Regions from separate parts of the Capsicum annuum genome. Here region 1 is linked to region 2. Evidence: chromatin contacts called from public Hi-C data. All regions are on one chromosome and are shown on one strand. The core of a region is the stretch at or near the end of the contact, and the rest is flanking DNA. Distances in the headings are between cores, read along the strand shown. Region 1 has its middle 80 kb from the start of LOC124896634. Region 2 has its middle 21 kb from the start of LOC124897378.

What was found. A called contact is a pair of places that touch in the nucleus more often than the background predicts.
Region 1: a Hi-C map of leaf shows a contact between it and region 2, with 2.3 times the contacts expected there. The contact joins two enhancer-like sites. A contact is called at or near these places in 2 of 5 Hi-C or Micro-C datasets (leaf and placenta).

What each region holds. Positions count from the first base shown.
Region 1 is chr3:111,816,922-111,821,873 of UCD10Xv1.1, reverse strand. No RefSeq gene overlaps it. Among protein-coding and RNA genes, the nearest start is that of LOC124896634, 80 kb to the left of the region's middle. Within about 2 kb of position 2,318, at least 2 of the 5 cell types and tissues checked have an H3K27ac peak or open chromatin away from gene starts, as enhancers often do. A contact at or near this core is called in leaf, where this site is marked.
Region 2 is chr3:111,707,019-111,711,881 of UCD10Xv1.1, reverse strand. It overlaps the pseudogene LOC107863704. Among protein-coding and RNA genes, the nearest start is that of LOC124897378, 21 kb to the left of the region's middle. Within about 2 kb of position 3,306, at least 5 of the 5 cell types and tissues checked have an H3K27ac peak or open chromatin away from gene starts, as enhancers often do. A contact at or near this core is called in leaf, where this site is marked.

The DNA.
Region 1 (4,952 bases), core at 1,069-3,568, 110 kb before region 2:
AGGTTTATGCAGAGTTAACAGAGGTCAAATAAGATTTTTTAAGGTGATTTTCATTCTTCTTGAGGCTATATCTGGGTTCCACATTAACTGGAACAAAAGTTTCTTATATCCCATCAATAAAGTCCCTGACATTCACAACTTGGCTAATATTTTGGGAGGCAGTACAGGCGAGCTTCCAACTATATACTTGGGAATGCCTCTCGGTGCCAAAAGTAATTCCAAAGATATTTGGAATGGAGTCCTAGAAAAGTGTGAGAAAAAGTTGATTAACTGGAAGATTCAATACTTATCATTGGGTGGTAGACTAACCCTGATAAATAGCGTGTTAGAAGCATTATTAACTTATATGATATCTATTTTTATGTTCGAACAAATATGGTGGACATAATAGATGCTCTTAGAAGGAACTTCCTTTGGCAAGACAACTATGATACCAAGAAGATACATTTGGTCAAATGAAAGTCGGTAATTATTAGCAAGAAGATTGATGGTATGGTAATCAAGAACCTAACAGCTCAGAAACATTGTCTTAGGATGAAATGGCTATGGAGGTTTGCCTCAAATAAATGATCTCCCTGGAAGAAGGTAATCACTCAAAAGTATGATATGGATGGGGAATAGATAACTAAGGAAATTACTACACCTTACAGAGTAATTATATGGAGGTCAATCAGAAATATGGGGGCAAAATTCATGATTAAGTGTAGTCATCAAGTGGGTAATGGCTTGAAAAAATTTTCTGGTCAAACAGATAGTTAGGACAACGTCTACTAAAACAACTCTTCCCATTGATATTCAGTCTAAACCAACAACAAAATTCCACAGTAGGAGTAGGAGAAGTCTGGGATGTGTATGGATGGAACCTGAACTTTAGAAGACATCTTAATGATTGGGAGATAGATAACTTGACAGAATTCTATAGCACCCTTAACCTTTTCAGGGGTCCCTCCTCTCAGGAAGACACTCTTACATAGCAAGTGGATAATAAGAGAGTTTTTCAGTCAGGTTAGTGTACAAGGAATTTAATTATTCTAACAACCAGATTAGTTGTTTGCCTTGGAAACTAATTTGGAAAGTTAAAATGTCTCACAAAGTGGCTTGTTTCAGTTAGCTCGTGGCTAGAAAAGTGGTTCTAACTCATGTAGTACTTAAGAAAAGGGGCTTCCACCGATGCTCTAAATGTTATATGTGTGAAGAAGAATCAGAGACAATCAACCATCTTTTTTTAAACTGCAAGTTAACTGTACTGCTCTGGAAGATATTTCTTAATTTAAAAAGAATCATGTGGGTCATGCCAAGAGATTCAGTTGCAGTACTGGAATGCTAGAACAAATATAGCTCTCACTCAGAACATAAAAAAAAGATGGAAGATTGTCCCTGGTTGTATTTAGTGGACAATTTGGAAAGAGAGAAATTGAAGGTGTTTTGAAGACACTTATAGCTCTACCCAGAAACTGAAGATGGTCTGGCCCTTTTCTATTTTGGGTATAAACATGAATATATGAAAGATGTAAAATCTTTTGTTGATGTGTTAGGATCTCTGTAAGTAGGTTATAGTTTAGTGCATCTTCCTTTATTCCATTGTAAGTATGAACAACTGCAGTTTTTACGTAGCAAATAGTTATACAAAAAATGATACCTTCTAAAAAAAAAAACATGATTTAGTAGAGAATTTATAGACTGCAACGGGTAATAAAAACACCACAATGATGAAACTAGTTTGAGAAAAGACAAATCAGATAAGTAGAATTTAAAAGGTAATGGTCGTACATCTAAGCTTACAATTTCATATAATAAAATTGCTAAAATGCTAATCCAAAAAGCTATGAAAGTGCCTATAATGAATATTAACCCCCCTAAGATCACGACTAAGCAAGGTTATCCTGTTGGTTTTTCAGTGATTATATGGTTAAATTAGATGAGAGCTGTAGATTTACTCTTGATTGGGAAATTTAGTAATTCTATGCCTAAGATGGACATTATCCATAAAGAATTTCTAAAATAAACTGAATTCGCGGAACTATGAAATTGACTTATTTTAATTCTAGACGCTTGTACATTAATCTTCATAATACGTATGATCATTCAATAGTATGGGTTATAGGTAAGATATATATATTGAGGTTCTGTTAATGAGGATGCAAGTATGGACTCCCACTTTTAAACCTGATGTGGAGACACTTCTAGTTCCTATTTGGGTTGTATTACCTAAACTTCCATTGCATTGATACTCCATGGAGGTGGTCAGTCAGTTATTATCCCCTATTAGAAAGGTGTTTTTCTTGGATTTTGCTACTTACGAGAAAACAGGGGTAGTGCAGCTAAGGTAAAGTTACAAATTGATTTCACTAATCGTAGACCTCATCACGTTTGGATGGGATATGATATAGATGAAAGTAGATAGGGAAAATAGCAAACTATCCAGTATGAAGGGGTTCCTACTTATAAGTTATTATGACTACTGCAAACACCAAGGTCATAATAGTATGGATTGTACTATTAAGAAAAGGGATGAGGAGAAAATGGGAAAGAAGAAATTAGCAGAAGCTGGATATAAATAGATAATTGATATACCATAGCTCCAATTGCAAAAAGAAGTAGGTAATCATATGGATAATCCTGAGCAACATAATAATTAACACTGATACAATAAAATAAGAAGACAAAGAAGGAATAATTACCCCCAGTAGCAACAAGTGTACATGCCAAGTTCTCCTCAAGGTAGTCAACAACCAGTTAAGAGCATTCCAAGCTCTACTGAGAATGTAGGTGGCAGTGATATAAAGGAAGAACAAAAAAATGTCTTGTCTAGAAAAAGAGAATTTTAAACACAAAGATACTAGAACCTAACAACACTTATGTTGTAGTTTGAGGAATCCTTGCAATTGATAATAACATTAGAACACATACACCTCAAAATTTCAAGAAGCAACAAGTTTAGGATTTTGCTGCTACTATATTGCAATGCCATATTATACAGAGTAGTTTCTTCAATAACAAATCTACTTTGGGATTGAGTAAGTAAATGAGGCATATCATCAAAATAAGAATGGAAAAGGAAGAGCAAGGTATGCAAGTGCATAATAAGTTTGATTTGCTTAAATCATAGCCTGGAACTACTCATGCAATGTCACAAGTAGCTGATAAATTCAAGGAAAGCTCTAAAATTCCCAATAAGAAGTCGAATCTTACTGACGATTATAGAGTGATTCACTCTGAGGAGGAAGATATGCCTTTAAATGATGAAATGGATTCTACAGAAGAACTGGAGGATGGGAGGATTAAAATTGACACTGATCTTCACACAGAAGTGCACCAATTGACAGACAAGTATGGCCTTTCTCTAATGGGGAAGAGAATGAAATATAAAAATACCAAGAGGTTTTATTCAAGTCATTCTATTAGCCCTACCAAACCTAAAACCAGGTCTCAAACTAAACATATTCATGATTAACACTATATGTTGGAATGCTAGGAGCATTAATACACAAGGTGTTCTAGAAAGAGTTCAATATTTTAGGTAATTTCATCATCTATCTGTTATAGCAATATTAGAACCAATTGTTGATAACTCTCAACTCTCCTTTTGTACTTGTCAACTTCTCATGGAGCAGGCTATATGCAATAAAAATAGCAAAATTTAGGTCTTTTGGAGCTACGATGTTGATTGTAGTATACTAGACAAGGATGATCAACAAGTAACTTTTGAGTTAAATATGTGGCATACCCAAAAACTTTTATTCAAACTTTTGTCTATGCTAAATGCAAGGAACATATGAGAAAAGCTCTCTAGGTTAAACTATTACATTACTCCAATGGTAATAATCCCTAGTGTGTTATTGGAGATTTTAATATTATCACTAATATGGAGGAAAAGTTAGGGGGCAACCTTATAATATGAATAAGAGCTTTGATTTTATAGAAGTTATAGAGGCTTATGGTTTAACTGATCTTGGTTTTCAAGGATATAGCTACACATGGTGCAACAATTGGGCTGGAGAGGATAGAATCTGAAAGAGATTAGATAGAGCCTTGGTGAATAACTTCTGGCTTGATGTCATGCCTACTTCTGCTATTACTTATCTCCCTTTTAAAGGGTCTGATCACTATCCTTTGTTGCTAGAAATGTTTTATCACATTTCTAATCCATTGAAATACTTTAAATTCCCCAATTTCTGGGTAGATAATAGTACATTCACGGACACTGTAAAACAATCCTGGTCAAGACATGTAGAAGGTGATCCTATGTGGTCATTTTATATGAAATTGAAGAGGGTATCTCACACATTGAGTGCCTGGTCTAGAAAAGAATATGGTGATATCCATGCTGTAAGAGTAAGAGAAGAAGGTTCAAATGAATGAAACAACAATCGTAAGAAATAATACTAAGTCTAATAGGACAAAGCTTAATTGTATAAATGTTGAATATATCAAGTATTTGAAGTTAGATCACTCTATACTCAAGCAAAACAACTCAGCTACATTGGTTTAAAGAGGGAGATGCAAACTCTAAATATTTTTATGCCTTAATAAATGGGAGAAGGAGAAGACTCTTTATTCATCAAGTCATTAATGAACATGGAGAATGTATCAAGGGGTAGGATAATATTTCTAAAGAATCATGTGATCATCTTGAAACCATTTTTATTGGAGATGATAAGTAGACTGATAAGGAAATTCTTGAATCTATTCATAAGCTGGTTACAGAAGAGCAAAATCAACTTTTATAATCAATGCCTATTCTTGAGGAATTAAAATAGGTGGTTTTATCTATGAATACACACTCAATTGCAAGACCTTATGGTATGAATGGTGTATTTTTATAGATTTGTTGGACAATTATCTGTACAGATTTTCTAAGGGTGCTATAGTTTTTTTTCTGTTGTAACACTATGCCTAGGTATTTCTCTCATGCCTCTTAGTATTATTACCTTAAATACCATATCCTAACA
Region 2 (4,863 bases), core at 2,057-4,556:
AAAGTCCAAGGTGGTGACGAGGAAGAAGGAAGAAAGAAGGTGGACACTTGGGTTCCTTAATCTGCATTAACAGATTGGTACACTAATCTCCATGAAGTAGCCCTTATATGTATATCTCGAGGCTACCCAAAATGTGGCAGGTAAGTCCTAAAAGATCCTAGGGAAGACATTTTCAAAGGGTCCCCAAGAGTCTATAGGTCACAAGACATTTCCTTGCAGTAAGGGTACATGTTTTAGTCATAATACAACACCAATTTCTAATGCAAGCTACCACTTCCATGTTAACAGAAAGGTAAAGCAGAGAATGAGACATAGAACTCTAATATAAGAGATCCTTTTCGTTTACACAAAATCATGAAGGACAATAGGGTTATTGGAGAATATCAGACGCATCAATCAAGCATCATATTTAAGGATGATAATAAGATCTATTTTGAGCATAGAAAACTCTAATATAAGAGATCCTTTTCGTTTACACAAAATCACGAAGGACAATAGGGTTATTGGAGAATATCAGACGCATCAATCAAGCATCATATTTAAGGATGATAATAAGATCTCTTTTGAGCATAGAACAATCATCAACTGACTCTCCCTTTCTTGTGGTTGACACTGACATAGACAAATACTAATGCTCGATGCAGATTAAGAAGTCATAACTATCATGAATCTTAAGGCTGACTGCATATGTAAAATAGAGAGTTGGAAGTTGTTACCAGGTGGAGTTCCACAACACAATTTACGGTCATCTATATGTTCCACATCCAATCCAATGAACCATGATCCCAATGTGACGTCCTCATTAGCGTACTTATGTAGAATATGCCTAGGAAATATATTTATAGATCAGAAAATGAAATGTGATTAACAAACAATCCAAGTTAAGAAAAAAATACTTACTGGTTTATAGATATATAAGTGGCCAAATCTTTTGAGATGGCATATAGCTGGCCTGTTGCATGTCGGAAGTACTTGTTACCATCCTCACCAAATTTCCAATGCTCAGGTTCATGATATCTCACTCCCCTACAAGTAAAAGGAGGACAAAAATGGAATAAATAAAGGAAATTTCTTCAGCACAAGTTCTGGTAAACCCTCTGCTTACTTCTGCGCAAGGACAGGACCAGATTTCATGCAGCCAATATACACACTGGGTTTTGAACGATGTATAGCTAGAGTTGCCGCAAGTGTTCCTGAATTTTTGAATGCATGCAGGTTAATAGTGCGAGCAAAGACAGTTCACTTGTAGCAATAGAAGCATGGTATTTAGAATCCAGAAAAGCTGCATTTACCTATATTTACATGCAAATCGTCATCAACTTTGACATACAAATCTGCATCCCAGAGAGAAATAGCAGTAGCGAAATAGCTCTTTGTCTTGGCGGATAGTTCAAGGTATCCCTCAACATGTTCCTAATGAAGTTCAATTGCAAGTCAGCTTTTGAGGAACAACTAATTATCTCCCCTTAACACTGTCCATAAGGGCAGGATTTCAAACAGGAGTAGACCAGAAAACATTGACATTACCAACCTCAAGAAATCTCCATGCTGGTTCTCTTCTGCTTCAATTGCTTTATCAAGAATGCCACCTGATGTTGCACTGCTGAAATGATAACTAATGAGTAACAATATAAAAGACCAAGCACCAGATAATAGATAGGATAAAGATAAAAGGGCAGCCCGGTGCACTATATATCTAACGTGTTTGATAACTAACTATTCAAGAAATTATGAACACCATCTCTTTACAATCAACACATTCATTTTTTTTCTCTTTTTTTTTTGGGAGAAAGGTAATAGTAATCATCAACACATTCTTGAAGAAATTTGTGGTAAATTCAAAGAAATATTTCATGGAGTAGCCTCTCGCTGATATAGAGAGCAACAAAAGAGAAATATGAAGAGTATTGGCCTATGCCGGCGAATCATTACCAGCTACAACATGAAGCTTGGTAACAACACCTGAAGGACATAAGACCTAATCTAGTGATCACATACCTGCATCCTATTACAAACTGCATCACAATGCCCTTTTCCTCCTCAAGTTTCTTTAGCTTATCACCTGCTTTACCACAATTCAAGAACTAAATTTTCAGGAAGCACCTCGTTGTATAGATGCGTACAAATAAGTCAAAATACATCGTTAATGAAGTTTCAAGAACCTTGAGGCATCCAGGTAGCACGAACTGAGTCTCTTCTCTTTCGGCTACTAAAGGCAGTGTTTATTCCTATGACCATCAGATATTTTCTCTTATTGGTTAATTCAGGGATATTCAGATCTTCAGTTATTGGAGAGCCAGTCATTATACAATCCTGCAAGGCCCTTGCTGCAGCTAATTCCATCTCCAGATCTGAGATTGCTTTATCCAGGGTTCTGCATTTTATTAGAGAAAAAGGTTATAAAAAGCTCTAACCATTTAACTACTTATATATATCAAAGCATGATTCTCACAAAATATACAAACAACAAGCATAAAAACCATACTGTGCAACATGATGCGCCCTTGAAGCTACCCCAAGAATATCCTTGGCTTCACTATGTACATCCTTCCGCTTAAAACAACAAGACCAAAGTCATTAACGCCTGACAAACATGACTACCAGGCTACCTAAGATTACATTGCTGTCTGCTTTTCTTGCATCATACTCAAAAAGTTGTAAGATCACCATTGACTAACCCTACCTTTTGATCATCAACCCGTGTTGTCCTTGACAGGCCTTTATCTTCAGGTACTGTCCACATTCTACGCCATAATAACACAATTAACAGTGAAGACAGACATGCTCACGGCATAAATCATAATGAATAAATTGGATAGAGTTGCTAAGAGGAAAGGCTGCTAGAAGAACCATTCTAACTTAAACACCACATTTTGAAACTTCAACACCACATTTTGAAATTAAAGAATAACAAGTCTCTATCACAACCCTCTAAATCTTTTCAGATAACCAAAAACTAGGCTAACGACATTGACAGCTGTGGTGCATTTAAACACCTATGTCAATAAATTTTCTTAAAATTGAAAAGCATTCACCTCCAACTAATCAAACCACCAAAGAAAAATATCCATAAGCGTATCTCTAATTCACCGGCCACAGGACCAACAATGAAAAACAAAAGCTTTGCAAGCAGTTGGAGGAGAACATATATTAGCAATTTCAGGTTCTAATCACATTTCTTGAGCAGATGTCTATTGGAAACAGCCTTTCTGCCTTGACCCATAATTTAGGAAATTATCCATATCAGCAAACACAGACACCAAAAAACAGAAAAAATGACAATAAACTGCAAGATTCAGATGGATAGACAAATACTTCGGTGTAATTCAAAAACTTCATAATCAGAACGAATTTATAGGTAAAATGTGGGGCACGTGAATCCAGGGGTATTCATGAAATTAGATAATTTTATGTGCATATTATTTAAAATTGATAATAGTATTTGTTGACACTTATGCCACGAGAAAGCTAAATGATGCACTTGGTTGAATGTTAAATTATTTCTCTAAAGGACTAAAGATCAATTTGGATAATTTTATGTACATATTATTTAAAATTGATAATATTATTTGTTGATACTTCTGCAGTGAAGAGCATCCCAGCACAGAAGCATCCAATACAGAGAAAAATAGTCCAATTTGGAGAAGCAACACCTTTTAAAGCTCTTTTGCTTTTCCAACTCATTGTATTCTTCATTGCATAACTAATCCAATTAGCAACATTCCAAGTCAACTCCTATTTCAACTTTCTCAAACAAAAAAACAAGAGGTCAGAAGAGACCATGGACACAAAAATTGAGGCAAAAGGAATCTCTGACTGCTGAAGTTTTTTTTAATGGATTTTTGAAGTGTCTCTTTTTTAAGTGGATTTTCTGTTGTGTCAACTGAGAAAGAGCAGGTAGTGTGTAATGGTTGAAGCAGAAGAAAGCAGGTATTCACAGTTTGCGAAAATTTATGTAATGGTATACAAGGCCCACATAAGCACAGTATTGAAGGCTTCCCTACCCACTTCTTTTCTCATTTTATTTTATATATTTATATTCCTCCCAATTTTAAATTTATTTTACATATTTAATTGCTTGATAAAAATAATTATAGTGGCAAGCTAAATATATAAAGAATATATACATATTATTTATATATTATAATTAATATATTAAAATGTAACCCGAGAGTTATCGAAAATATAATATTGTGGGTTAATTGACTAGCACATAATCACAAACGAGGCTCAGCTAGGCCTAAAACTCCAAGCAAAAGCAGAGAGAGTTTTCACTATGAAAACAATGAAAAAGTGTACAATGCTTTAGAATTTCCAACTACATTTCCTATATATAGATTCCCAGTAGTCCCTAACCTATAAGGAAAAGGTCTTCCCAATCCTATAACGATTATATTTTTCTTTCTCAAATCTATCAGTACAAAATTCAAGGTATTATTCAAATATTTCAATCAAATATTCTAAATTTGATTACTATCGAATTCATTAAACTCTAAGTTGCAAAATTTCAATTCATTTTCTGTCTGAAGACGCTTAAGTTTTCTTTCAGTCTGTCTCTCAACCATCTTCTTCTATATAACAAATATTGAAAATGCCTCATCTTTTATTTTTAGAAAATACACTCATACCATTCTTGAGTAATCATCAATCAAAGTCATAAATTACCTGATACCACTTTTGGGGGGAATTTCATTTGGACCCTACAAGTCTGAACATATATAATTCAATTTGTCTTTTGTCTTGTGTTTTGCCTTCTTGTTGAACTTCACCCGTGTTTGCTTACTAAACACACAATACTCATAAAAATTCAAAGCTTGATTTTTGAACTCATTTAACAAATTTTGTTTGTTCAAGAAAGACAAT